Regions from separate parts of the Mus musculus genome. Here all the other regions are linked to region 5. Evidence: chromatin contacts called from public HiChIP or PLAC-seq and promoter capture Hi-C data. All regions are on one chromosome and are shown on one strand. Each heading gives the region's core, a stretch centred on a gene start, on an enhancer-like site or on the middle of the called end of the contact. The rest is flanking DNA. Distances are from core to core; before and after follow the strand shown. Region 1 holds the start of Snx8 (sorting nexin 8). Region 2 holds the start of Lfng (LFNG O-fucosylpeptide 3-beta-N-acetylglucosaminyltransferase). Region 3 holds the start of Grifin (galectin-related inter-fiber protein). Region 4 holds the start of Chst12 (carbohydrate sulfotransferase 12). Region 5 holds the start of Ints1 (integrator complex subunit 1). Region 6 holds the start of Mrm2 (mitochondrial rRNA methyltransferase 2).

Evidence for each region. HiChIP or PLAC-seq counts read pairs in DNA pulled down with a chosen protein or histone mark. Capture Hi-C pulls out chosen DNA fragments and counts their contacts.
Region 1: a promoter capture Hi-C map of liver shows a contact between it and region 5. The contact joins the promoter of Snx8 here to the promoter of Ints1 in region 5. A contact is called at or near these places in 1 of 39 promoter capture datasets (embryonic stem cells), 1 of 15 datasets of contacts at CTCF or cohesin (the NIH/3T3 cell line), 5 of 115 datasets of contacts at active chromatin or transcription factors (bone marrow-derived macrophages, craniofacial prominence, embryonic hindbrain and 2 more) and 1 of 9 other capture datasets (liver).
Region 2: a FOXA1 HiChIP or PLAC-seq map of pancreatic cancer cells shows a contact between it and region 5. The contact joins the promoter of Lfng here to the promoter of Ints1 in region 5. A contact is called at or near these places in 1 of 39 promoter capture datasets (embryonic stem cells) and 2 of 115 datasets of contacts at active chromatin or transcription factors (bone marrow-derived dendritic cells and pancreatic cancer cells).
Region 3: a contact with region 5 is called in a FOXA1 HiChIP or PLAC-seq map of pancreatic cancer cells. The contact joins the promoter of Grifin here to the promoter of Ints1 in region 5. A contact is called at or near these places in 1 of 484 Hi-C or Micro-C datasets (B cells) and 2 of 115 datasets of contacts at active chromatin or transcription factors (large pre-B cells and pancreatic cancer cells).
Region 4: a contact with region 5 is called in a promoter capture Hi-C map of adipose tissue. The contact joins the promoter of Chst12 here to the promoter of Ints1 in region 5. A contact is called at or near these places in 1 of 484 Hi-C or Micro-C datasets (CD8 T cells), 1 of 115 datasets of contacts at active chromatin or transcription factors (pancreatic cancer cells) and 1 of 9 other capture datasets (adipose tissue).
Region 6: a contact with region 5 is called in a promoter capture Hi-C map of pancreatic islet. The contact joins the promoter of Mrm2 here to the promoter of Ints1 in region 5. A contact is called at or near these places in 6 of 39 promoter capture datasets (the 3T3-L1 cell line, the C10 cell line, embryonic stem cells and 3 more), 9 of 115 datasets of contacts at active chromatin or transcription factors (the 230-238 cell line, the NIH/3T3 cell line, embryonic basal ganglia and 6 more) and 2 of 9 other capture datasets (liver and pancreatic islet).

The regions. Positions count from the first base shown.
Region 1 is chr5:140,387,044-140,391,140 of GRCm38.p6, forward strand. Snx8 (sorting nexin 8) reads right to left here and starts at 2,265. Exons shown (of 11, transcript NM_172277.3): 1 at 2,105-2,265. The coding sequence starts at 2,198.
Region 2 is chr5:140,604,610-140,608,611 of GRCm38.p6, forward strand. Lfng (LFNG O-fucosylpeptide 3-beta-N-acetylglucosaminyltransferase) reads left to right here and starts at 2,732. Exons shown (of 8, transcript NM_008494.3): 1 at 2,732-3,235. The coding sequence starts at 2,807.
Region 3 is chr5:140,563,449-140,567,084 of GRCm38.p6, forward strand. Grifin (galectin-related inter-fiber protein) reads right to left here and starts at 1,619. Exons shown (of 5, transcript NM_030022.1): 1 at 1,594-1,619; 2 at 1,218-1,297; 3 at 985-1,144; 4 at 93-259. The coding sequence starts at 1,605.
Region 4 is chr5:140,502,894-140,506,892 of GRCm38.p6, forward strand. Chst12 (carbohydrate sulfotransferase 12) reads left to right here and starts at 2,716. Exons shown (of 2, transcript NM_021528.3): 1 at 2,716-2,803. It overlaps Gm38728 (a long non-coding RNA gene), which reads right to left. Exons shown (of 5, transcript XR_001785006.2): 5 at 194-530.
Region 5 is chr5:139,772,941-139,776,938 of GRCm38.p6, forward strand. It overlaps Ints1 (integrator complex subunit 1), which reads right to left and starts at 2,738. Exons shown (of 47, transcript NM_026748.2): 1 at 2,392-2,738; 2 at 1,348-1,638. The coding sequence starts at 2,530.
Region 6 is chr5:140,330,002-140,333,773 of GRCm38.p6, forward strand. Mrm2 (mitochondrial rRNA methyltransferase 2) reads right to left here and starts at 1,897. Exons shown (of 3, transcript NM_026510.1): 1 at 1,852-1,897; 2 at 979-1,268. The coding sequence starts at 1,859. It overlaps Nudt1 (nudix (nucleoside diphosphate linked moiety X)-type motif 1), which reads left to right and starts at 1,859. Exons shown (of 5, transcript NM_008637.2): 1 at 1,859-1,954; 2 at 2,422-2,472.

The DNA of each region.
Region 1 (4,097 bases), core at 1,015-3,514, 610 kb after region 5:
CAGCATCCAGAAGACAAGATACGGAGAACAGGAGGACTATGGGTTTGAGGCCAACCTGAGTTACATAGCAGACACTGTCTCAAAAATAAACAAATAAGGCTGATTGTGGTGGCACATGCCTTTAATCCCTGCAGTCAGGAGACAGAGGCTGACCTCTATGAGCTCAAGACCAGGCAGGTCAGCACACTAAGTTCAGTTCTCCTGAGGACCAATCTCCTGCAGCGTATACACGGTTCACCTTTCGAATAATGGATCTGTGTGCTGAAAACCACAATGAGCCCATTTTCCTCCCAGCAGTTCCAAACCGCTACAAACACAAACACTACTTTACGCATGACTACTACCGGCAGCTCTGAAGGGGTAGCCAAAGTGGAAATCTGCTATGTACCCATAAGTCACACTAGTTAATCCTTTGAGATGTCAAAAATCAGCCAACTGTGAAGGTGGAGGCTACTAGGCAAAAGGTGAGGAGGAAGAGGAGGAGGAGGAAGAGGAAGAGGAGGAGGAAGAGGATGAGGAAGAGGAAGAGGAAGTGAAGTGAAAATCAACCTGTGAAAGTTCGCTGCCTGAGCTCTTTACCTCTGAAAGCAAAGCCATCCTCGGGACCAGGTGAGAGGGCTCAGTGGCTACCTGCATTCACACACACAAGCCCACCCACCTCAAGCTCCATCCCTAGAACTCAAGGAACAGTGGAAGAGAGAAGTGACTCCACAAAGCTGTCCTCTGACTGCCATCCCTGTGCCATGCCACACTGTTCTCAAGAACATCACACACACAAGAATACGTTTTCCCAAGAGTGATTCCCAAAGGTGTTTTGACTCTAGTCCATCCAGCCAAAGGCTCCACCAAGACACACTCCAACTAAGTTTCTTGCAGAAGGAAGAAAATCTCCTTCGCCACATCACCAGCTTGGTGCCAAGTTTCATACATACAGAAGGAAGTGACAGGTTGAAAAACCCATTTTCCTACTTACGTGGCTACTGGGATGGCCTGTCAATCGTGAAGGACTACATGGCTGTGACTAACACACAAGTCACACCACTGCCCAAGATCTGTCAAAAATCTAGACGAAATCCTTCCTAACGTCAGCCATTAGCTGAGTTCTCTAGGAAGTAATATGGAAGATCCCAAATTTGCCAAGAGAGCTCTAACCCATCACCACTGCTACAAGCCACAAGGAATTGCTTTATGAGTCAGGCAGGGGCTCAGAGCACAGGCTCCAGAGCTCTTGCAGAGGACAGGAGTCTGGGTCCCAGCAGCTCTACTGAGTGGCTAACAGGCAGGTGAAACTTTGGCCTCTCGGGAATCTAACACATCTGTCCTCCAAGGGCGCGCGCGCACACACACACACACACACACACACACACACACACACACATACATATACACAGTTAGAAATATTTTTTTAAAAAAGCATTCTTAAAAGGCATAAGTAGCTCTGGATCAGTCTCCCTTTCTCAAGGCGCCCAGGTATAGGGACTTAAGTGGTGGCTCAAACATACAACCTCAAAAATACAATGTTTTACCCAACAAGACCCAAAGACTGTTGACCAACTCCGAGGGGAGTTTCACCTTCTCTCCATTCTTCAGAGGCGTTCATTGACATCCTCCTCCCTCCCCTGGGGTTAAAAGTACTACCCTAAACCCTTCGTCCCAAGAGAAGAACCTGTCTTTCCACCAATGCTCTAGATGGCCATACTCAGCGACACTTGGCCAGACCTGGCTGGCACACACCAGGCCCAGCTCCACCCTTGCGCCTCTGGCCACATGGATGCGTCCCCACAGTCCACAAAGCCGGGGACCCCAGGAAAAAGAGTCTGATACCAAAGACACATCCCTTTCCCTGGACATGGTCACACATGAATATAAACCACTCTCTAGACCACGTCTCCAAAGTGGGGTCAGAAAAGACCCAGGTGCAACTCCACACGGCCGCTCGCTAACGGAGGGCTGAAGAGCAGCGTCCCAGGGAGCAGCGGGAAGAGGCTGGCCCCAAGAATGTCCACCCCCCCACCCCGGCCAGGCGAGGTGTGGCACTGACAGGTGGTCCCCGAGTGTGAAGCACTTGGCTCTCCGCACAGGGCCATCGGGCCGCGTGCCCTACCTGTCGCCGGCGGATCCGCCTCCTCGTCAGCCTCCGCCTCAGCAGCTGCAGCGACTGCCGGCGAGGGCAGCGGGTCCATCGCGCGGCCAGTCATGTGAGCCCGCTCGCCCACGTGACTTCCTCCCGCGCCCGCCCGGCCAGCCCCGCCCACGCCAGCTCTTGTCCGGCGTGGCCACGCCCATGCCAACCTCGCCACGCCCCTCCGCTCACCCCAAGCAGTAAGACCACGCCCCTACCCACGAGCCACGCCCCAACCACGTGGCCGCGGCCGGGGCAGCGTTCAGCAGCTCTGGTCCAAGACTGAGTGCTAGCGCGAGTACCGCCCCAGCTGCTTAGTGCCACCTCCCTCCAGTGCGCACCCACCTCCCCGCTCTTAGCCAGCAGCTGTTACTCATCTTCTTGCCCACCCTCTGACCCACGCTGCCATTCATTTTTGCATTCGCTTGCCCACTCACACATGCTCTGTGAATTCCGGGGCAGCCCCTGTGAAAGGTGCTACGGACATTAGAACAGTGTTCTAGTACCTTCTGGGATTTGGAGCGTGAAACATGGCTAGAGAGTAGGTCTTCTGACTATAATAGGTCTCTGAAGATTACTGATGAGGAACAACATTCCATAATTGTTTGCAGATAACCAGGCCATTCTCCTTTCTGTTGGGGATTGAGCCCATAGGCTCCCACATGCTGAGCTGGCCCTCTACCACTGTGCTATGTATCACCAGCCCTTTATTATTTATTTGTATATTGTTGGAGATAGGGTCTCAATATATAACCCTGGCTGTCCTGGAACTCACTATGGCTAGCCTCAAACTCAAAGATCTGCCTGCCTCTCTCTCCTGAGTGCTGGGATTGAAGATGCACACCAGGACGTTGAGCTTTATGTATTTATTTTGACTCGGGGTCTAGTTAGCCAGGCTAGCCTTGAACTCACTCTGTAGCTAAGGCAGAACATCCTCCTGCCTCAGCCTCCCTAGGAGCTAAGTTGAACATACATACCTCCAGGCCTGGCCCTCTGACTGACAGAGGGAAGCAAGGATGTAAGAGCACACAGGAGCAGTGTCTGACCCGGGGCTGAATATGAGGACTGAGTCTAGAACTGCAGGAGGAGGAAGAGGAGGAGGAGGAGGAGGAAGAAGAAGAGGAGGAGGAAGAGAGAGAAGAAGAAGAAGAAGAAGAAGAAGAAGAAGAAGAAGAAGAAGAAGGAGGAGGAGGAGGAGGAGGAGGAGGAGGAGGAGGAGGAAGAGGAGGAGGAGGAGAACAAGAAGAAGAAGAAGAAGAAGAAGAAGAAGAAGAAGAAGAAGAAGAAGAAGAAAGGAAAAAGAAAGAAGGAGAAAAAGAAAAAAGAAAGGCAACCTAAACTGCATATAGATACATTATCTCAAGTAAAGGAAAAGCAAAAAAATATCTGGGAGAAGAAGAGGGTTATTAATAAGACTCCATCAGAACAGTTGGGTGTGGTGGCGCACACCTTTAATCCCAGCACTCGGGAGGCAGAGGCAGGTGGATTTCTGAGTTTGAGGCCAGCCTGGTCTACAAAGTGAGTTCCAGGACAGCCAGGGCTACAGAGAAACCCTGTCTCGACTCCATCAGGGAAGGCCTTTCTTATTTCACAGTAAAGACCTCGCCTCTCCAGATATTGATGTCTAATGATTTCCATGGAGTGGACTGAAGGCTCCAAGGTTGGAGCCCTAGGATGCCTCTCAGTCTCCCTGCTGGTGCCTCTAAAGTTTTTAAAGCCCTAAGCTTGGCTGTAGCTGCGTCTAGTTCCCTTTATTTTCCAGGACTACAATCTATTGTGTAGAAGTGTAACAGAGCCCCAGATCTTAGCTCCATCATGGAAGGAGTATCCAGGCTATAAAACTCAGCACAAAACACCACCTGCCAAAAATGAAGACCTGATCCATCAAAGCCCATAGTTCTGGGAAAGTGCTAAGCTTGCTTTTCAGCTTCTGTAGTTCTGCTTCTGGCTAACTGTCCTTGTTAACCGAAATATG
Region 2 (4,002 bases), core at 1,482-3,981, 830 kb after region 5:
TCCAGCCACCACAGTCAGAGCTGGTTGGTTCCTTACTCCATGGCCGACCCGGTCTCCCCTGCATGGCTCCTCTGTGGCAGGCATGGACACTGCACCAGCCCCTCTCTGGGCATCAGGTTGCTTTCTTTACAATGGGGAACATGAGGACTTGGTGGTAGCGGCTTGACATGGTCCCAGGCTTGGGATGAAGGCGCACCAAGACTGACAACCAGCTATGACTTGGTCAGGTGGGTATGGAAGGAAGGCATAGGTAGTTTGTTTCCTCTCCTGCCGTCAGAGACTTGATAAATGCCCACGAAGGTATCTTCCCTTTGGTTTAAATGGAAGCCATGCAGAAAGTTAGGGTGATTAGGGGACTTGAGCTATTGGGAAATGAAGACATTGTATGTGCGGGGTGGGGGGACACGGGGTAGGACCACCACAAGACATGTGGATACCAGGAGAGTCTTGAATTCATAGGTGACAACAGAGAGTCATGCTATAGTCTATTCTGTGTCTGTGTTTGTGTGAGAGAGAGACAGAGAGAGACAGAGAGACAGAGAGACAGAGACAGAGAGACACAGAGAAAGTAGAATGGAGGCTGCCAAGTGGTCCAGGAGAGGGGTCTCAAGGAGGAGCCTTAGACCTAAAACACTCGGAAGACACATAGATAGTTTTTGGTGGGAATGGATTAGCCCCTGAGGCTGAGGCTGGAACTGGGGTGAGTTTATTTGGAGAGCAGTCCAGCAGATAGCAGGTAGGACTTTTTCCTTGTCCTTGAGGGACCAGGCTCTGGCAGGAGGAGGAGGGGTTTATAGCAGGAGGTGACGCCATGGGAGCTTTGTCACTCGGGCACAGCCAGCACCATCTGCTTAGGCATCTGCCTACCAGAGGTGGTGCCTCCTAATTACCTGGGGGGAGGGGTCAGGAAGAAGCCTGGGAACCACCATATCCCACTCCCTCCCACCACAGAGGGGTTGCAGTGTCCCACAGGGCCCTCAGAGCAAATGGACCAGAGATCCACTCCTGGGTGGGGTGGGAGGCTGGGGGGTGGGGTGGGGTGGGGAGAGCCTGGCTACACATCAATTCAAAGTCATTTTATTTTATATTTGTGATAGGGTCTCATGTAGCTCAGGCTGGACTCAAACTCACTATTTGCCAAGGAATATTTGGTGCAGAGATGAACCGAGGCGTCATACATGCTAGGCAAACACTTTACCAACTTTGCCAGATGAGGTACATTTCAGGCGCTCTTTTACACGGCAGCAGGGGCTGACCCGATATTCACTCTGTAACTCAGGCTGCCTTTAAATGTTCAGCAATCGTCCAAGCCTGCTACATGGGCTATCATGTCTGTCTTCATTTTGAAAAGAATTTTGTTGAAAGCAGGTGTGCGTATGTGTATGTGCGTGCGTGCGTGCGTGTGTATAAATGTGTGTTGCTCAGGCCAAGTTGCACGTGTGGAGGTCAGAGGGCAACATATTGTTGGTTCTTTCTGACCATGTGGGTCCTGGGAAATAAACTCAAATCTGCCTAGGTGACAGTTGCGTTTGCCCACTGAACCATCTGGCCAGCCCCTGCAGTAAGTCTTTACCTGATCCAGCCTGATGCCTTCTTTTAACCTCCAAGAGAGGGACGGACATTAAGAAGAGTGTAGTAGAGAAATAATTAGAAATGATACTCCGGTCTAAAATATAAACGCTAGGGAGTCGGCGACAGAAGGAACAGCAGTTTATCCGTGGTGGCAGGGTGGGCTCAGACTTCCTTTGAAGGGGGACGCGGAAACTGAAGCCAACCAGACCCAGGGGCAGCCAGGCGGAGAGCCGCCCCCAGCTGCGCTCCCGGAAGATGCAGCAGGCTCGGGCTCGGACCCTGCTCCCACTCCAGGGGACCCTTGGCCATTTCCGGACCCGTAGCCTCTCACCCTACCATTAGGCGCACATTCCTGCCGCCCCCGCTCGTGCTAGGCGCAGGCAAGGCCCCCGCCCGTGGGAAGGGGGCCGTGTGCCGGGGAGGCGGGTCTGGGATGGCGCACAGCTGGGTCACATCTGGTAGGAGTGCGGAGGAACCAAATGGAACAGAAGGTAGCCTTTCATCCTTCGAGGAAAGAGGCTGCTTGAGTGTCTCCTCGCTACGGGGTGCCTGAGGTTTTTGGGGACCAACCCTCCCCATTTAGGAACATGATGCCAAGACAGGCCTGCCTGGGGGAGGAGGGAAGGATGGACCGACGGAGGGACGTAGAATTTTGTCACTGATACCCTTTTGCCTGAACTTCAGGTCCACTCCTAAGACATAAGTATCAGTAAGGGCAGCTCAAAATTAATCGCTCAGGACACACTGCAGGCTACCACTTTGGCTCAGTCAGCACCGTTCCCCAGGGAAGGAAACCCGCTCGGGGACAGGAAATGCACAGCGAGAAGCCAAGGATGTCGCCCGCGGAGGAGCACTGGCCCTATCACCCAGGTCCCAGCTTCGGGGGCGCGTCCTCCACGTGCAGCCGTGGCGGGCGTTGGTCAGGCTGGGTGTCTCCCAGAGCAGCTCCGGAGGGTGACTCGGCGCAGGCGGGACAGGCTCGTGCACAAAGGGGGCGGGTGCCGTGGGTACCCCAGCTGGGTGGTTCCCAGCCCCTTGTCCGTATCCCACGTGGGAAGGAGAGATCTCCCTAAAGGTTACGCCCCAAGGCTAGCAGCCAATTAGCGCGTGGAGGCGTGGCGGGCAGGGGAGGTTTAAGAGTTCCTGAAGCGAGAGGCGCGCAGCTGGACCGGGAGCCTCGGGCAGCCGGACCAGTTGGCACTGGGATAGATATTACGTGCGGCCGCCGGCCACCATGCTCCAGCGGTGCGGCCGGCGCCTGCTGCTGGCGCTGGTGGGCGCGCTGTTGGCTTGTCTCCTGGTGCTCACGGCCGACCCGCCACCGACTCCGATGCCCGCTGAGCGCGGACGGCGCGCGCTGCGTAGCCTGGCGGGCTCCTCTGGAGGAGCTCCGGCTTCAGGGTCCAGGGCGGCTGTGGATCCCGGAGTCCTCACCCGCGAGGTGCATAGCCTCTCCGAGTACTTCAGTCTACTCACCCGCGCGCGCAGAGACGCGGATCCACCGCCCGGGGTCGCTTCTCGCCAGGGCGACGGCCATCCGCGTCCCCCCGCCGAAGTTCTGTCCCCTCGCGACGTCTTCATCGCCGTCAAGACCACCAGAAAGTTTCACCGCGCGCGGCTCGATCTGCTGTTCGAGACCTGGATCTCGCGCCACAAGGAGATGGTGAGACCCAGCGCGGCCTGGGCAGGGGGATGAAGTGGGGATCACCCTCTGGTCCAACTGGTGACTGACGATAGCGGTTCCCGATGCGTTAATTGCTTTGGGTCTATCTGGGAAACGATGACACTGATAAATCCCATTACAGCCCCGTGTGGCTGCTGGGGTTCACTTTGCCTTACTACCCTGGAAGCTTCCTTCCGTGTTGCCCAGGGTCACCCCAGCCACATGCTCTGTGTCTGGATGAGTCGCCTCCAGCTTAGGGCTGGCTCTGTAACGCTTCTCCTAAACACTGGAGTGAATGGCCATATTTGTTCCTAAACTTTTTCGAGCAAATTGGCTCAGTTCCATCCTGGGTCCCCTTCACTCCCCTTCCTTCTTCCTGGGTGGAAGGTACGCCCCCTTGAAAGGGAGGGAGGAAAAGGCATAGCACACCCCTGGACCAGGCAAAGTGAAAGAAATGGGTGCTAGTTCTCCAGACTTGCTCAGAACCCTGACTTCAGTAGCTCAGCTCCCCCACCTCCTGTTAGACCAACTTCATACACATAATAAAAAGACACACCCCACTTTGAAAATCTCCCTGGAGGCTACAACAGGACCGTTGGGGCGGGAGAGCAGAGTGCACTGCGTGTGTGTGTGTGTGTGTGTGTGTGTGTGTGTGTGTGTGTGTGTGTGTGTGTAGGGGTGGGGGTAGATATTTGGTGTGAAGACTAAGACTCACTTTCCTTCCTGACCCAGCCCCAGTGAGACTTCGCTTTAGGACAGTGGAGGTT
Region 3 (3,636 bases), core at 369-2,868, 790 kb after region 5:
GTGAGGACATGGCGGGCACCTTACCCTCAGCTCAGGCTCCACTTGGCCAATTCCACCTGGGTTAGTGTGTGAGGACATGGCGGGCACCTTACCCCCAGCTCAGGCTCCGCTTGGCCAGCTCCACCTGGGCCAGCCGATGCTCACTGAGCACTCGCACTCTGGTGATGGTGGCCAGCGGTCGGTGCCGATGTGGGAACTGGAGCACCTTTTGTTCCTGGGCATAAATGTGGAAGTGTTCTGCGTCTGCACTCACCTCCATCTGAGGGGAAGGGAAAGTGTGTGTGTGTGGGGGGTGTCTCTGGGCCCCAACCACAGAAGCCTTCTTGGCTGTCAGCAATCTCTCCAGGCTCCACCCAACAGCAGCCAAGTGTGAGCCAGGACTATTCATTCAGCTTGGCTCCTCTTTGTCTCTCTGTCTCTGTCTCTCCCTCTCTCCCTCTCTTCTCTCTCTTCTCCACGTGTTCTCAGCCAGCCTCTACCTTTCTTCCTCTTTCTGTCTTCTCTCCTCTGTCTTTCTGTCCTTCTCTGCCCCCTTTTCTCTGCCACTATCCCCTTTCCACGTTGCCTTCCTTTCCCTCCAATAAACTTCATTTTGTACTAGGCCTGTTGCACGGTGCTGATTCCTCGGGGGGGGGGGGGGGGACGGGGACGACGACACATTGGCCTGGCCCACCAAGGTGCTCATTGGCCTGGCCCACCAAGGTGCTCCCTCCTGCCGCATTTTATAAAACACAACCCTGGCTACTTGGCAAAGCATGGTGTGGACCACCTGGTCCTGAGTTCCTAGCTGGGGATCCCTCTTTTCACCAAGAGAAGGTGGTTAGTAGCCAGAGAGAGAGAGACACCCTGTGAACAAACTCCGTGAAAGGAGGCCACTCGGCCCAGCAGGGTGCACCAGCCCATGCATTTATCCTCCGCAGTCCCTGTCTTCACGGGTCCTAGGTGTCCCACCCCACCTCTCCTTCCTCCCACAGACCCCATCACCTCAAAGGGCTCTCCCAGAGTCAGTGGGAATATGCTGGACACCTCCTCCTGCCCCCACCGTCCTCCCTGGAAAGCATTGCCCACCACCGTGGCGCTGGAGAATCGAGGTTTGACGTGGAAGGCGATGTCTCCGGCGTCTGTTAAGAAGTTGATCTCGAACCTATGGGTGGAGAGTGTGATTAGGGTCAGGAGTGTGGCTGGAGGGTCCCGACCCCAGCGAGGGAGGCTCTTACTTCTCTTCTCCAGCATCTGCATGTCCCTGGACAGTCAGGCTCCAGCCAGGGGCCAGACCCCCTGCACAGAAGGCTTCGAACTGAAGGCAAAACACAGGGGACAGAGCCCCAGAGGGCTGCAACCTCCTTCCTCCCCATCAAGTGTGCTGTTTATTCAGGGACACCGGCTCCCACCAAGCCCAAGCCTCTACTTCCATGTTGCTCTGGGTGTGGTGGTCCAACCTTACCCCCACAGCCTCTCTGCTTGGGGGCTGAGGAGAAGCTATAAACATTCCCAGCTCTATAGTGGAGTAGGTGGCCCCACCAGGCGCCCACCCCCCCACTCCACTTCCTTCTCCAGCATTTGCAACCTCCCTGGGCTGTGGATCTTACCCACCTGCAGTGTCATTGCCCTCAGCCACTGGGTGTGGGGATGAGGCAGCTGGAGATATAGCAGAGCCCGCTGGGGCGGGGCATGGGGGCCCCACCTCTAGGGGCCTTGTCTGGGTCACATGGACCTCTGTGCCCCATTTTTCCTCCCCCCTCAGGCTAACCCTGCTGGAGAGGGGGCTGGGTACATGGCTTAGTGGCAGCGCTCTTGCCCTGGGTTCATCAGTGAATACACTGGTCCTTTCAACATACTTCCCCAGGTCTACCTAGCTCTGCCACCAGCACTATTCAGGGTCTTGTGCACATCTGGGGATACATCACCCATCTTTGTAGGGAGGGTGTAACCAGGGCCCCCCCCAACTCCCATACTCCAGAGCCTCACACTGACCCCATCGGTCTCAAAGAGTGAAGAAAGTGTGTCCTCCTATAGAACCCTGGCTGACCTTATGACCTCAGTCTGACCATCCATCAACTGTCTACCATACTGGGAATGTGTCCCTGATCCAGTCCCCTTCCATCCCAGGGCTGCCCCGCTGCAGTGGCTCAGTGGCCTCAAGGGGATGAATGGGGATTAGGCCTGGCTCTGCTCAGCACATTCCAGTGTCCAGTCTACAGATGGGGAGGGCCTTTCCCACACCCCCACGCCTCTCCTGGCCGGCTGCCTCTTGGGCTGAGCCAATGAGAAGGATCCACTGGGGCCCTCGAGGCCACCTCAAGGATGGAGGAGAGAAGCCCAAGTCTGTGGGGGCGGTTATGGGGGCCTCTGGGACTCTCTGAAGGGGGAAGTTGGGTCACAGTGTAGCTGTGGTGGGGGCCCAGAGCCTTGGGGGTAAAGCCTGCAGATGAGTGTGTAACAAGCACGTGTCTCCTTTTCTCCTGTCCCCGTGGGTCCCCTCTGCCACCGTTCTTCTCTCCAGGCCCTGGCAGGGCTGAGCCTCTGGCCTGCTTTGCCTCTTCCCAGATACCGCTGCACGGATGGACACAGTCTGGCAGGGAGCTATGGGTACCAAGGTCAAGCAGGACACAGAGATGGCTCACTAGCATGGCAGGGTTGGCTGAGCCTGCAGGGGGCAGCCCAGAGCAACAGAGATTCCCTGGGGTGAGCCTGCTGGACCTGCCTGGCTGGGTGCAGAGTCTGCAGACCCCACATGCTCACCTTCCTGGAGGGCCATGGGGAAGAAGTACCATCAGTAAGTGCTTGCTGCGCAAGTAGGGGGATCTGAGTTTGATGCCCAGCACTTGTGCAAGGCACAGAACACAGTGGTCTGTGCTGGGGTCTCCAGCCAGCCAGTCAGGAGACCCTGGCAAGTCCCAGGTCCCTGTGACAGTCTCTCAAAACCACACACACTAAAGCCCTGGGCCGCAGGGCCCACTAGGAGACTGCAGGCCGGCTTCATGGCTTTCCCCTTCTCCTTTCCCCTATGTAGGGATGCTGCTGGGACGAGATGTCCATCTTCAAATTCTCTGGATGTGCAATACAGTGCTGGTTGGTACCAGAACTCAGGGCTGGGGTCAAAGCCCACAAGTCAGGAGTGTGGACAGGTTCTAACCCCCTGGCTACCTTGAGCCAGTGGCCTTCTGTGCTTCACAGCCACGTGCTGGAGTTGCTAATGCTGACCTCTGTCACCTCCTCCCCTTAGTGCTCCCCCCCCCCCACACACACACACCCAGTGCCTGTCTCCTTGATGAAGGAAGGTAAACAAGACAGATGTGGCTGAGCAGGGGAACTGGGTCAGCCCACTCCACCTCCATCTTTCCTAGGATGAGAGGAACATCGACGTGGGCACCTTGTTCTCCGGCTCTTGCAGCCTGGAGGCCATAGCTTGGAATTGGGAGCCTGGGGATGGGGGCGGGGGAGCCCCATACCTGTTGAGACATGAGGCCCAGATTTTGCTGCCAGGGACAGAGAGGTCAAAGATGCCTGCTTCCAACGGTCTCCATCCCCTGTGAGCCTCAACCTCCCCCTTCCGGCTTATGAGGTCTGTGTGGTAGGAAAGCTGGCGGCTGCCCACCACCCAGCTCAGTCTCTACAGCTGGGAAGTGTTGGAAC
Region 4 (3,999 bases), core at 1,466-3,965, 730 kb after region 5:
CGCAACGTGAACGGTTCGACTGAGATGGCCACTCGAGCTAAGTGAGGAACTAGATGGGGAGAAAGAAGAAACGGAGCCAAGACAAGTTCATCCTGTTCAAAGCTCAATTTTACTAGTTCTGACATTCAGTTATAAAGGAAGAGGGAGGGAACCCGATTCCCGCCAACTGGTCTCGGGGTCCAGTAGCAGGGTGAACACGTGTGTGGCTCCAAGCAGCAAAGCGGCACGGTCCAGCAGTGGGCGTGGCAGAAGGAATGAGCAGGAAACTCCACCCCTGAGCCAGCAGGTTCCAGGCTGGGGGTGGGGAGGCTACACCGATCCTCAGCAGTGATGACATAGGCATGCACGGGGCTGGACCCAGCCTTTTACATGGTCGCTGAGGGTAGGGAGGGTTCAGTCTCAGGTCCTGATGCTTTCTCAGCAAGCATTCTTCCCCACTGGGCCATCTGCCCAGCCCAGGAAAGGGCATGTTTTATATGGCATGTCAGGTGGCTTCTTAAGGAGGCAGCACGACACTGCTGCAGTTCCACCTGCAATGGAGACCACCCGGTTGCTCGGAAGCTTCAGTCGACTTTGGTGTTGTCAGTGATTACATAGGCCTGAGCCATCCCAGCAGGTATGTAACAGAGAATAACATCTAGCTAGCCCAGGATGCCCTCAGACTTGCAATCCTGCCTCCCCTGCCCAAGTTACCAGTGAGCACCACACCTGCCTAAACAAAATGCAATAGGGTTTACTGGCCAGGCATAGTGGTGCATGCCTTTAACCCCAACACTTGGGAGGCAGAGGCAGGCAGAGGCCATGGTGGAGGCAGAGGCAGGTGGATCTCCGTAAATTCTAGGACAGCCCCAGCTATATAGAGAGACCTTGTCTAAAAAAATGTAGTATATAACATTTATGCTTTGTTTGTTCATTTGTTTTGTTGGAGACATTGTCTCATGTAGCCCAGGCTATCTTCAAGCTCACTGTACATCCACAGATGATTTTGTTTTTTGTTTTTTGTTTTTTCGAGACAGGGTTTCTCTGTATAGCCCTTGCTGTCCTGGAGCTCACTTTGTAGACCAGGCTGGCCTCGAACTCAGAAATCCGCCTGCCTCTGCCTCCCGAGTGCTGGGATTAAAGGTGTGCACCGCCACGCCTGGCTCACAGATGATTTTGAACTTCTGATCCTACTGCCTACAATTCCTGAATGCTGGGGTTGCAGATGTGTGGCATCATGCCTTGTTTATACATTGATAGAGATGGAGCCCAGGGCAGAGCAAGCATTCTACCCCCCCTGAACCACACCTGAGCCCTCGAACTTACAGTTATAGATTGAATTGTGTTCTATCTTCCAGCCCCAAAAGGAAAGAGATGTTGGTGCTCTAGCTCCTAGTGCCTTAGAGATGACCTTATTTGGAGACTGAGCCAGGAGAATGGTAATGAAATGAGGTCATGGGATAGTCCTGATCTTGTCTGGCTGTGCCCTTATGAAAATGGAAATCTGGGCTGAAGTACGCAAAAGGGAGGTAAAGAGAAGGGCTGGAAGATGCTCCTGCAGGGCTCTCTGCAAGAACCAGCCTGCTTGCTACCTCAACTCCTGGCATCTGGCCTGCAGAACCCTAGGAAAAGAGCTGTCCATAGTTGAGGCTGGGTCTGTGTTACAGTTAGAGCAGCCTGAGCAGGTCACACGCACACATGGCAACCCAGGGGACTCAGCTGTAGGTTTTGAATCCTAGTTAGTAAGATGGGATCATCTGCCACCAGAATATAATAAATCTTCCTAGGTTCTGTCCTCTGCCATTCTGTGTCATACTGCTACAGAAAGAGGCTTCTAACCCTAGGCACTGGGAGAGCCCGTTGGCTCGGAACCAGTCCCCTGCTTTGGGAAGGCAGCTCAGTGCTGGGATGTTAAGTGTGCGTCACCACGCTAGCTTTCTTTTGCAGGTGCATGTGTGCACCTCATGTGTGATATGTGGGACTCAGAGGACAACCTCAGGCACCTTCCAACTTCTGTTTGAGACAGAGCTTCTCTTTTGTCTGAAACTTCACCATATAGAGAGGGCTAGGGAGCCAGCAAGCTCCAGACTCTCTCTCTGCCTCCCGGTCTTGCCATACAGGCAAGCACCACGGAGCCTGGCTCACGAGCATGGGCTGTTCACAGGTTCTGTGGATCTGACCACAGTTTCTCACCTTTGTGAGGCGAGCACCTCATTTACCCACTGAATCCTCTCCCCATACCTTGTTTGTTTGTTTGTTTGTTTGTTTTTGAGACAGGCTCTCATTAAGTACGGCTAACCTGGAACTTCCTATCCTACTGCCTCAGCCCCTCCCGTTCCTCCCTCCCCCCTGCCAAGTAGCTGCGGTGACAGCTTGCACCATGCCTGGCTCTCACTAAGAGCTTTACCTGCATGGTCTCTCTTAAGCCCCATAAACTCTGACAGGATTGTCAGCTTGCACAGCCCACGTTGCAAGTTCAAACTGCGAGACAGGCAACGCCCCTTGAGATCAGCCACGCCCCCACTCCGGATTGGTTGCTGCAAAAGGGGCGGGACGCTCAGGGATGGTGGGTGGGACCAATCTCTGGCCGTAAATAAGGTGCCACATGGCACTGGCTGGCGAGGGCAGGAACGGGGAGAAGTGCGCAAGCGCATCCAGAACGGGCGTAGTCCCGCTCGTTAGCTCTCGCGAGAGGATGGAGGGAGGTCTGCCTGGGGGCGGAGCCGCGCCTCGGGCGGGGCTGCTAGCGGGAGGAGGCGATTTCGGCTGCAGAATCAGCATCACCAGCAACAGCAGCAGCGGCGGTGACTGTGGCGGGCGCTAGGTGAGGAGCGCAGGCTCGAGCAGAGCGAGGGGTGCGTAGGAGTCCCGAGTCCTAGGGTGGGGCGATGGTCCATGGTTTGGCGATGCAGATTGGTACCTCCTTCTGCCTGGCTTAGGCAGCTCCCACGTGGTCCCGGGTTCGAATCCCAGTTCTGTCCAGCTGGCTGTGTAACCTTAGCCAAGCGTGCACCTTCTCTGAGCCATCTTCTTGTGCAGCCCTGCAGAATGCGTGGAGGAAGGTGTGGCCACTTGGCCGACCTCCTTTGCAGTAGTAGCGGCTGGCTCGGAGGTTGGGAAAACACCTTCCCAGTTTTGCCTCTGGCTGTTTGGGTGTCCAGGCGAGAAAGCAATTGTTCAGAGACTGTTGTGCTGCAGTGTCCCGGCCAGACCTTGCAGGAGGCTGTCTCCGAAGCCAGGTTTTGTACCGAGCAAGCACTGGCCCCACATCTCACCCCAGTCTACTGAGCATCCTCCTGCCCTGTGCATTGCTGCGGGTGCCCCCAGCAGCAGCCTCATGCCTGGTGGGCCACAGGAAGCCGCGCATTAGTGGCTAACAGTAGGACCTATCTTCTCTTTGGGCTTCTGGCCACGAAGACATCGCTGGCAGACCTTGGGTTCCTTCCGCACATCCGCCTAGCTGTCGCACAGAGAGCTGTAATGTTTGCACCCTTCTTAAATTATTTATTTTATAATCCCACGCTGCGCTGGGAGCCCCGGAATTGAGTGGGAATGTCACCCTCGGGGGAGAACGGGGCTGTGAGCCTTCCATTGCTGGGACAGCACCGTGTGGCTCCAGCCTAGGTAACATGAGTTAGGGCCCTGTTTCCGGGTGTGAAGGAGAGAAAAAAGATTGTTGGGAAACTGCTATGTGCTGGGTATGATACTGCAACTTCGCGAGTTGCCTAAGGTGGAGCGAGTTGCCTAAGGTGGAGCGTGGTGCCAGTTCTTGTGAGCTTAGGCAAGAAGATTGCTGTGAGTTTGAGGGCAGCCTGGGCCGCATAGTGAGGTTCAGGCCAGCCTGGGCTACAGGGTAAGACTCAGACTTAAAACAAAACAACACAAAAATTACAAAAGGGCCTGCCTGTACCTTCATGTTTAATTTCCTTGCTAGGATCTGGGGCTGAGCTTGCTTGTACCCGTATTGTCATGTCGCTTTCGTGGGTCTGCATCTTCAGTTTCCTGCTGTAAGGGCAAACC
Region 5 (3,998 bases), core at 1,488-3,987:
GTCTGTGTCGTTTTCCTCAACAAATGGCTTCAGAAATGCTGGCAAGTGCTCAAGGAGGGAATCTAGACAGCCGGTCAACCACTGAGCCACGCCCCCAGCCCCTCACTGGGGGATTCTAGGCAGGGGCTCTACCACTGAGCCACACCCCCAGCCCCTCACTGGGGAAGTCTAGGCAGGAGCTCTACCACTGAGCCACGCCCCCAGCCCCTCACTGGGGGAGTCTAGGGAGGGGCTCTACCACTGAGCCACGCCCCCAGCCCCTCACTGAGGGATTCTAGGCAGGAGCTCTACCACTGAGCCACGCCCCCAGCCCCTCACTGGGGGAGTCTAGGCAGGGGCTCTACCACTGAGCCACACCCCAGCCCCTCACTGGGGGATTCTAGGCAGGGGCTCTACCACTGAATTATATCCATATCCCTCAATTTACTTTTTTACTGTCATACAGGGTCAAGTTAAGAAGTGGCCAAGGCTCACCTTGAACTTTTCATCTGCCTGCCTCAGTCTCCTAAGCAGCTGAGGTAACAGGCACCCTCTGAGCCTTTCAAATGACATCTCAGTACCAAGGGACAACGTAGCTTCATGAGATACAGCTTCATTAAAGGCTAGAGGACAGGATGCTTGTCCTTTTTGGCTCTCAGGAAGGAGTCCCTTAGAAAGGCTCGGAGCAGACACGCAGACAGTGGCGTCTGCTACTGGAATGTTAGGTGCTCAGAGGCTGGCACATAGCTAGCGGGTGACAGGTCTATGCTAAGGCATCATGGAGCTGCTATGAGTCACTGAGGGGCTCTGGGCTGTAGAGTTCAGTGGTTACAACACTTGCCTTGTGTGCATCTGGACCTAGGCTCAATCCTGGCACTGTCAAAGAAGTCATGGGATAAATGACAAGAAGGAGGAGAAGGTCAGACCCCTGCACAACTTCAGGGACACTCGTCTCTCCTCTGAGGTCTCTTTGGTACTTGGGGGACCTATTTTCTACCTGGAAAATGGCACCAAAATGCTCCCTGTCCTGGAGGCAAAGACAGTGAGCAAAGAATCCCCTTCCACTGGAGGACCGGGCTAGAACCACTTAGATGCCACCACAGCCTGCGCACCTGTCCCAGCACGGTTCAGAACAGTGCTGTCACAACCAGGGGCAGGCTGTACACAGGCCAGATAAATGATGGAACGAGGAACCAGGAGCACTGTGGGAATGGGAGGTGCATCTGTTCACAATGCCAGGCAGCGAGCCCACAGGAAGCCAAGACCCCACTACGCTAACAGAACCAGGCTGGAAGTGGCTCCCACGGGCACTGGGCAGATGGACAGGATGAAGGAATCTCTCTGGGGAAGTTGGCAGTCTGATCTTACCTTCAATGGGCACCACAGATGGCTCCTTAATCGATGGAGAAATGGCTCGCTTCTCTGCAACTGCGGCTTCAGCCAGACGTCCCAGGGCGCTCAGTGGGGGAGTGGAGGACAGTTTGGGGCGCTTAGTGAGGCCGGTCAGCGCAGAGGTCCCAGACAGAGAAGCTGAAGCATCTCTCTTGCGCTCTGAGGGTAGCCCAGAAGGGGCTGGCTTCAGCAGGGTGGACGTTGTCTTTGATTCACTGGCCTGACCCTTGGACCCCAGAGCAATAAAGTCCCCAGGGGGAGGGTGCCCTGCAGAGGAACAGAAAACCCACACCTGTGATACCCAATCTCAGAGTGGGCCCCCAAGAGACAAAAGTAAAGCCTGAGGTTGTCCAACCACCCTGGCAGAGCAAGCGATGGCTGACGCTGATCCAGTGCTGACTAGAAACTAAGCCATCTGTAACTCATAAGCACTGTCTACTTAATTCTCACCGGGCTTCTTCAAAAGTTATGACCCTCGTTTTACAAATAAAGACACAGAAGTTAGGCAGGGGACTGGTGGCACATGCCTTTAATCCCAGCACTTGGGAGGCAGAGGCAGGAGGATTTCTGAGTTCAAGGCCAGCCTGGTCTACAGAGTGAGTTCCAGGTCAGCCAGGGCTACACAGAGAAACCCTGTCTCGAAAAAACCAAAACAAAACAAGACAAAACAAAATAGACAGAAGTTAAGTAATGTGCCAGTGTCACACAGTTAGCAAGAAGAAACTTTAGGACCCCAGTCTAGATTATCCGGCTTCAGAGACTGTGATTCTGGTCCAGGTACCCTGTCCTTGCCAGATGCTCAGCAGGACAAGGATGCCCTTGTCCTTTAGGAGCCCCTCAGGACAGCAATGTATGCAGGAAGCCTGGGTTGGATGACCGTTGTCCTGCTGTGTTGGATGCCCACGCTCTCCCAACAGTCCCAAGTTAACTATGTCCCGTAGGAACCCCTTCAGTGGCCATGCCGGCCTTCATGGAACCCATTCATTGACCGTCTCGAGGTCGCCGCGCGCAGGGACGCACCTGAGGGCTTGGCGGCCGCGCTGGGTCTCCGTACGGTGGTGGGCTTGGCTCGATTCATCCTCCCCGCGGCCCGGGCGCCCCTAGAGGAAGCGCCTTCACCTGGGAGGAGGCGGCGGGAGTCACTCGCTCGCTCAGTCATTCATCCCTCGCACCGGGGCCACTGGACCGAGTGCCCAGGGCCGCCTACCGGGGTCACAGAAAGGGGCCAAGTGCGGCACACACGCGGCCGACTGCGGAGACGGATGTCACCGCAGGGAGCGGACTTCACCTGGGTGCAAAGGCCCCTCACCTCCGGTGCAGCACTCTGCAGACCCGAGACACGGGCGCTCCGGAAGTGCAAACTGATCTGCGAGCCTTCCGAGCGCTGATTTCTCACATAACCGGAAGTAAAACAAACCCGAAGGCGAGGAAGAGAGGAGAGAGGCAGGCAGAGCCTACTAGTGTTTGCACCGCCCTCTGGCGGCCGGAGGCTGGATGGACCTATGCCTGTCTGAAAGCTGGGCTTGTTGGGCATAAACTGTTCCCTCTTACGGTTTTGGAGCTAAATCTGATCCTAGCTCAAGAAGTCAAAATCCAGCCGGTCGGTGGTGGCGCACGCCTTTAATCCCAGCATTTGGGAAGCAGAGGCAGGCGGATTTCTGAGTTCGAGGACAGCCAGGGCTATACAGAGAAACCCTTTCTCAAAAAACAACAACAACAAAAAAGTCAAAATCCTACTTTCATATTGATACATGCTCTAAAATGTTGAAGGCCTCTGTCAATGGCCTCTGGATTCACCTGATTTGGGTACCTCTGTCAATGGCCTCTGGATTCACCTGATTTGGGTACCTCCCTCTCCATGGAGACCTCTACATGGAGCTATCAGGATAGGTACTGCAGGTCTCCTCTAAGGAAGTCCCAGATAGATTGTCCAGCTGCTGGGACAAAGACAAAATTCCAGACATGGTCCCGAGACCATGTTTGTGTGTGTGTACATGTATGTGTGTATACATATATATGTATGTGTGTTTATGTATGTGTGTGAATGTCTGAGTGTATCTATACACATATAGACAGACAGATAGACATTCCAAGGTCATAGAATTAGGATTGGGAGCCCAAGACCCTCAAGCGCCCTTAATGGATTGTCCCCATGATGGCCAGCCTCCTTGGTGCCAGCAAGCCCAGAGCTATATAGTAAACATTTGTGGGCTGAATAAAGGATGTGTTTGAACATTGTGGCACAAAGGGAGCTTCAGGCAGAGAGCTGGTTTTCAGCCCCAGGAGCGCACCTCCCATACCTGTCAGTGCCTGCAGTTCAGGGTCTTTCTTACTGTGATGCCAGGGCTACAATAACAGTATGTCAGGGTAAGCAGGATGGGTCAGTAGGTGAAAGAGCTTGCTGAGCCAACTCTACAAATTTGTCCTCTGACTTACACGTGTGCTGTGGTGTGCATGGCTGTACATTCACATCATGCACACTCATACCCACAATAACAATAGATAAAATTTAGATTTTAAAAAGGGATGAGTTGTCACAGTGTGGTCACACACACCTTTAATCCCAGCACTCAGGAGGCAGAGGCAGGTGAATCTCCGTGAGTTCCAGGACAGCTGGAGCCACATAG
Region 6 (3,772 bases), core at 647-3,146, 560 kb after region 5:
CTGCTGTCTTGGAGTTTCTACTGCTGTGATGAAACACCATAACCAAAAATCCAGTTGGAGAAGAAGGGGGTTACGTGACTTACACATCCATATCACTGTCACTGAAAGAAGCCAGAACAGGAACTCAATCAAGGCTGGAGCCTGGAGGCAGGAGCTGCTGATGCACAGGCCATGGAGGGTGCTGCTGACTGGCCCGCTCCCCTGGCTCGCACAGCCTGCCTGCTCCCCTGGCTCGAAGAGCCTGCTTTCTTACAGGGCCCAGACCCCCAGCCCAGGTGGAAACCTTTTCCTACTCACAGTGTCTGGTTATGGTGCTTATGACAGCAACAGAAAGCAAAGGAAGCCATTATTGTTTAGTTTTCTGGGGCTTTTTGTTTTGTTTAGAGAAAGGGACATAGTGCGAACCCAGGCTGTCCGCCAACTCCTGTGGTTTTCTTCTTTGTTCTTTTTTAAACATTTTGCTTATTTAATCATGTATGTGAGAGGGTATATAAGCAAGTGAGCACACGCCACGGCACATTTGTGGAGTCCACACAGCAACTTTCTGGTGTCAATTCTCCCGTCCACAGTGTAAATCCTGGGGCGAGAACTCAAGCTTGTCAGCCTTACCGGCATGCACCATTCAACCACCAAGCCAGTGGGTCACAGCCCAGAGTGAGAACCACTGCTGACTAACCCATCTTCATAGCATCACCACCACCCTGTGCTCCCTTCCCAACCCCCTACCTCTGCCCTTTTTTTTTTCTCTAGTACAGACATACCATGTAGCTGGGATGACCCTGAACTTCTAATCCTGCCTCCACCTCGTAGGCCTGCGGGGCCTGACTTTACTTAGCAGCTGTGTCCTGTACCCAGCCTGTGTCGTATTTCTGTAACTCTCATCTCTAAACCTACTTAGAAAGAGCCTCAAACAATGTCTCTAGGTAAGAGCTGCTCACTAGCAGTAGTCAGAGGAGCTGGGAGTCCAGCAGGTCCCACCTGCGCCTGTGGCATTGACGCGCTGCACTGCCACCTGACTCCAGGCTCCCGGAGCTGCCCCGCAGTCCAGCACCCGGAGACCGGGCCTCAGGATCTGATGCTTCTCATTCATCTCCAGGAGTTTGAAGGCACTGCGGCAGCGGTAACTCTCCACCTTTGCGGCCTTCACAAACGGATCCTTTAGATGCCGCGTGAGCCACAGGTGCTCAGCGCCGGTCCGGCCCCTGTAGTGACACACTGCTGTGTGTAACCTCCGAACCTTAAGGGGAACGCCTACCAGCTTCAGATGCCTGAAATGACGAAAAAAGAGTTAGCGGGTGGGCATTACACAGAGAGGCAAGAAAGTCTTGGTTCAACCTTTTTGTTTCTGCATATGTATGTGCGATATGCATGCACGCATGTGTATTAGCATGTATGTGCACATGTGTCTGCCTGTGTATGGGGGTCCAAAGTAGAGAAGGGACGTCCCCTTCGCTTGCTCTCTACCTTATGTATTGATGTAAGGTCGCCAACCTGCCAGTCTATCTCGCCAGCTTTCTCCAGGGACCCCTTTTCTCTGCCTCCCCAGCACTGGGGTTACATTTGGTCAGCACACATGTCCAGTATTTTGTAGGCTCTGGGGATCCGAACCCCAATCCTCCCGAATGCACAGCTTTATCCACGGAGCCCATACACCTATTTCTATGTTGCAAGCCTCACTCACTCACGTCTGTACATGAATAAACATCGTACACCCGTGTCCCGCTCCCCGGGACGGAGGTCGCCAGCACCCCTCTGCAACACAATTCACTGAGCTCCCTACTACTGTCATCCACTCCGTTCCTGTATGCAAAGACGTCCTTTTAGCGCAGGCAGACGCCGTAACTCACTCACCCGGCCATTGCTGCTTGCTGGTGGTTTCCTCCCGCCGCCGGAAGTCCCGCCCTCGCTTCCAACGCGAGGCTCCGCCCCGGGAAACTTTGGCTGGGGCGCGAAGGTATGGATGGTCCCGGGCGAATGAGATCTGGGTGCGGGAGAGACGCTGGAGGTCGGGAGTGGGGTGCCAGGGAAAATCTGGGGAGAGAAGGGGTAGAAGGACTAGAGAGCAGCTTCAAACCCACCAGGAAAACTGGGGTACTGGGCAGGCCTGAGGTCGGGAAGACCAGGGAAACTACAGAGAGTAGGGAGCAGAAATGAGAGGGAGAGGGGACCTGGGCGGTAAGCTGATGCATGGGCAGTTTGCAGCCTGTCTGTACCGGCCATAGCCCCTGGGAGGGGAGGCTAGGGAACGGCATTTGCAGAGTGCCCCCTGCAGGCAGGTTCTGGGCTCTGCACTCCATGTGCATTGTCTCCAACACCTGCAACACTTGACCTCAATTCAGACCAAAGGTTGTCCAAAGTTCCCTGACACACATCCGATTTACCACCTATCACAGCTACCAGGACACCCTTGTTTGCTTCTAGGCTCTGCCATTTGACCTCGGAGCACTAGTTTTCGCCTCAGAAACGAAGAAAGTAAGTCTTAAACTCTGTTCTTAGTCTTTTTTTTTTTTTTTTTACTTTTTTTATTAGGTATTTTCCTCATTTACATTTCCAATGCTATCCCAAAAGTCCCTCATACCCTCCCCCCCACTCCCCTACCCACCCACTCCCATTTCCATTGCAAAGGGAAACAGTATGGGGACTCTGTTTGAAGCAATGCCAATCAACAGAGCCATAGCCACACCCATTCTACCTGATTCCAATCTATGTCCTCACTGCTCATTTCACTGAGACAAGGAGCTGAGCACGCTGGTGCACGCCTGTCATTCTACACTCAGGTGGTTGAGCGGGAAGATTGTGAGTTTAAGTCCAGAATGGAGAACATGGCACAACTCTGTCTCGTTTAAAATCCTTGCAAAACAAATCACTCATCTGTATGGAATGTGAGGACATTTGTCATCACTCCCTACATGAAAACAATTTACATAGTTTGCATGTAAAGTGGGCCGGAGGATGTCTGTAAGTTACAGGCAAATATGCCATTTCAAAGAAGTGATTTCATCATACTTTAATCCCAGTATCCATGGAAGGGTAAGGTATCCTGGTATCTGTGGATATGAAAGATATCCTGTGGATATCCTGTGGCTATGAAAGACAGCTGTATACAGCCGGTGCTTAATAAGAGATGGCTGACTTTGCTGAGTCAGGAAGCCAGAGGCTCAGGCACAGGCAAGTCAGAACACAGGCCAATGCTAAGCCCACTTCTTCTCCTGACTTACCTCAGCACCAGGCCTAAGCTTCCGGGTCCCTTTTCTTTCCCTTTCTTCTTATTCTGTTTTTAAATTTTAACTTATATTGTGCACATATAGGGTTGTTGGATTTTTTTATTCGAGAACGTATAGGGTTTTAAAAATATTTATTTTGGGGGGCTGGTGAGATGGCTCAGCGGTTAGGAGCGCTGACTGCTCTTCCAAAGGTCCTGAGTTCAAATCCCAGCAACCACATGGTGGCTCACAACCATCCGTAATGAGATCTGATGCCCTCTTCTGGAGTGTCTGAAGACAGCTACAGTGTATATAATAAACAAACAAACAAACAAATAAATATTTTAAAAAACCATCCAGAGGTGGTGTATAGCTTTTAAAAAATATTTATTTTTTATGTTCATTGATGCTTTGCCTCCATGTATGTTTGTGTAGGGGGCCATATCCCCAGGAGCTAGAATTACAGACAATTGCAAGCCACCATGTGGTTGCTGGGAATTGAACTTGGTGCCCCTGGAGGAGCAGCCAGTGCTCTTAACCACTGAGCAGCCATCTCTCCAGCTGGAATA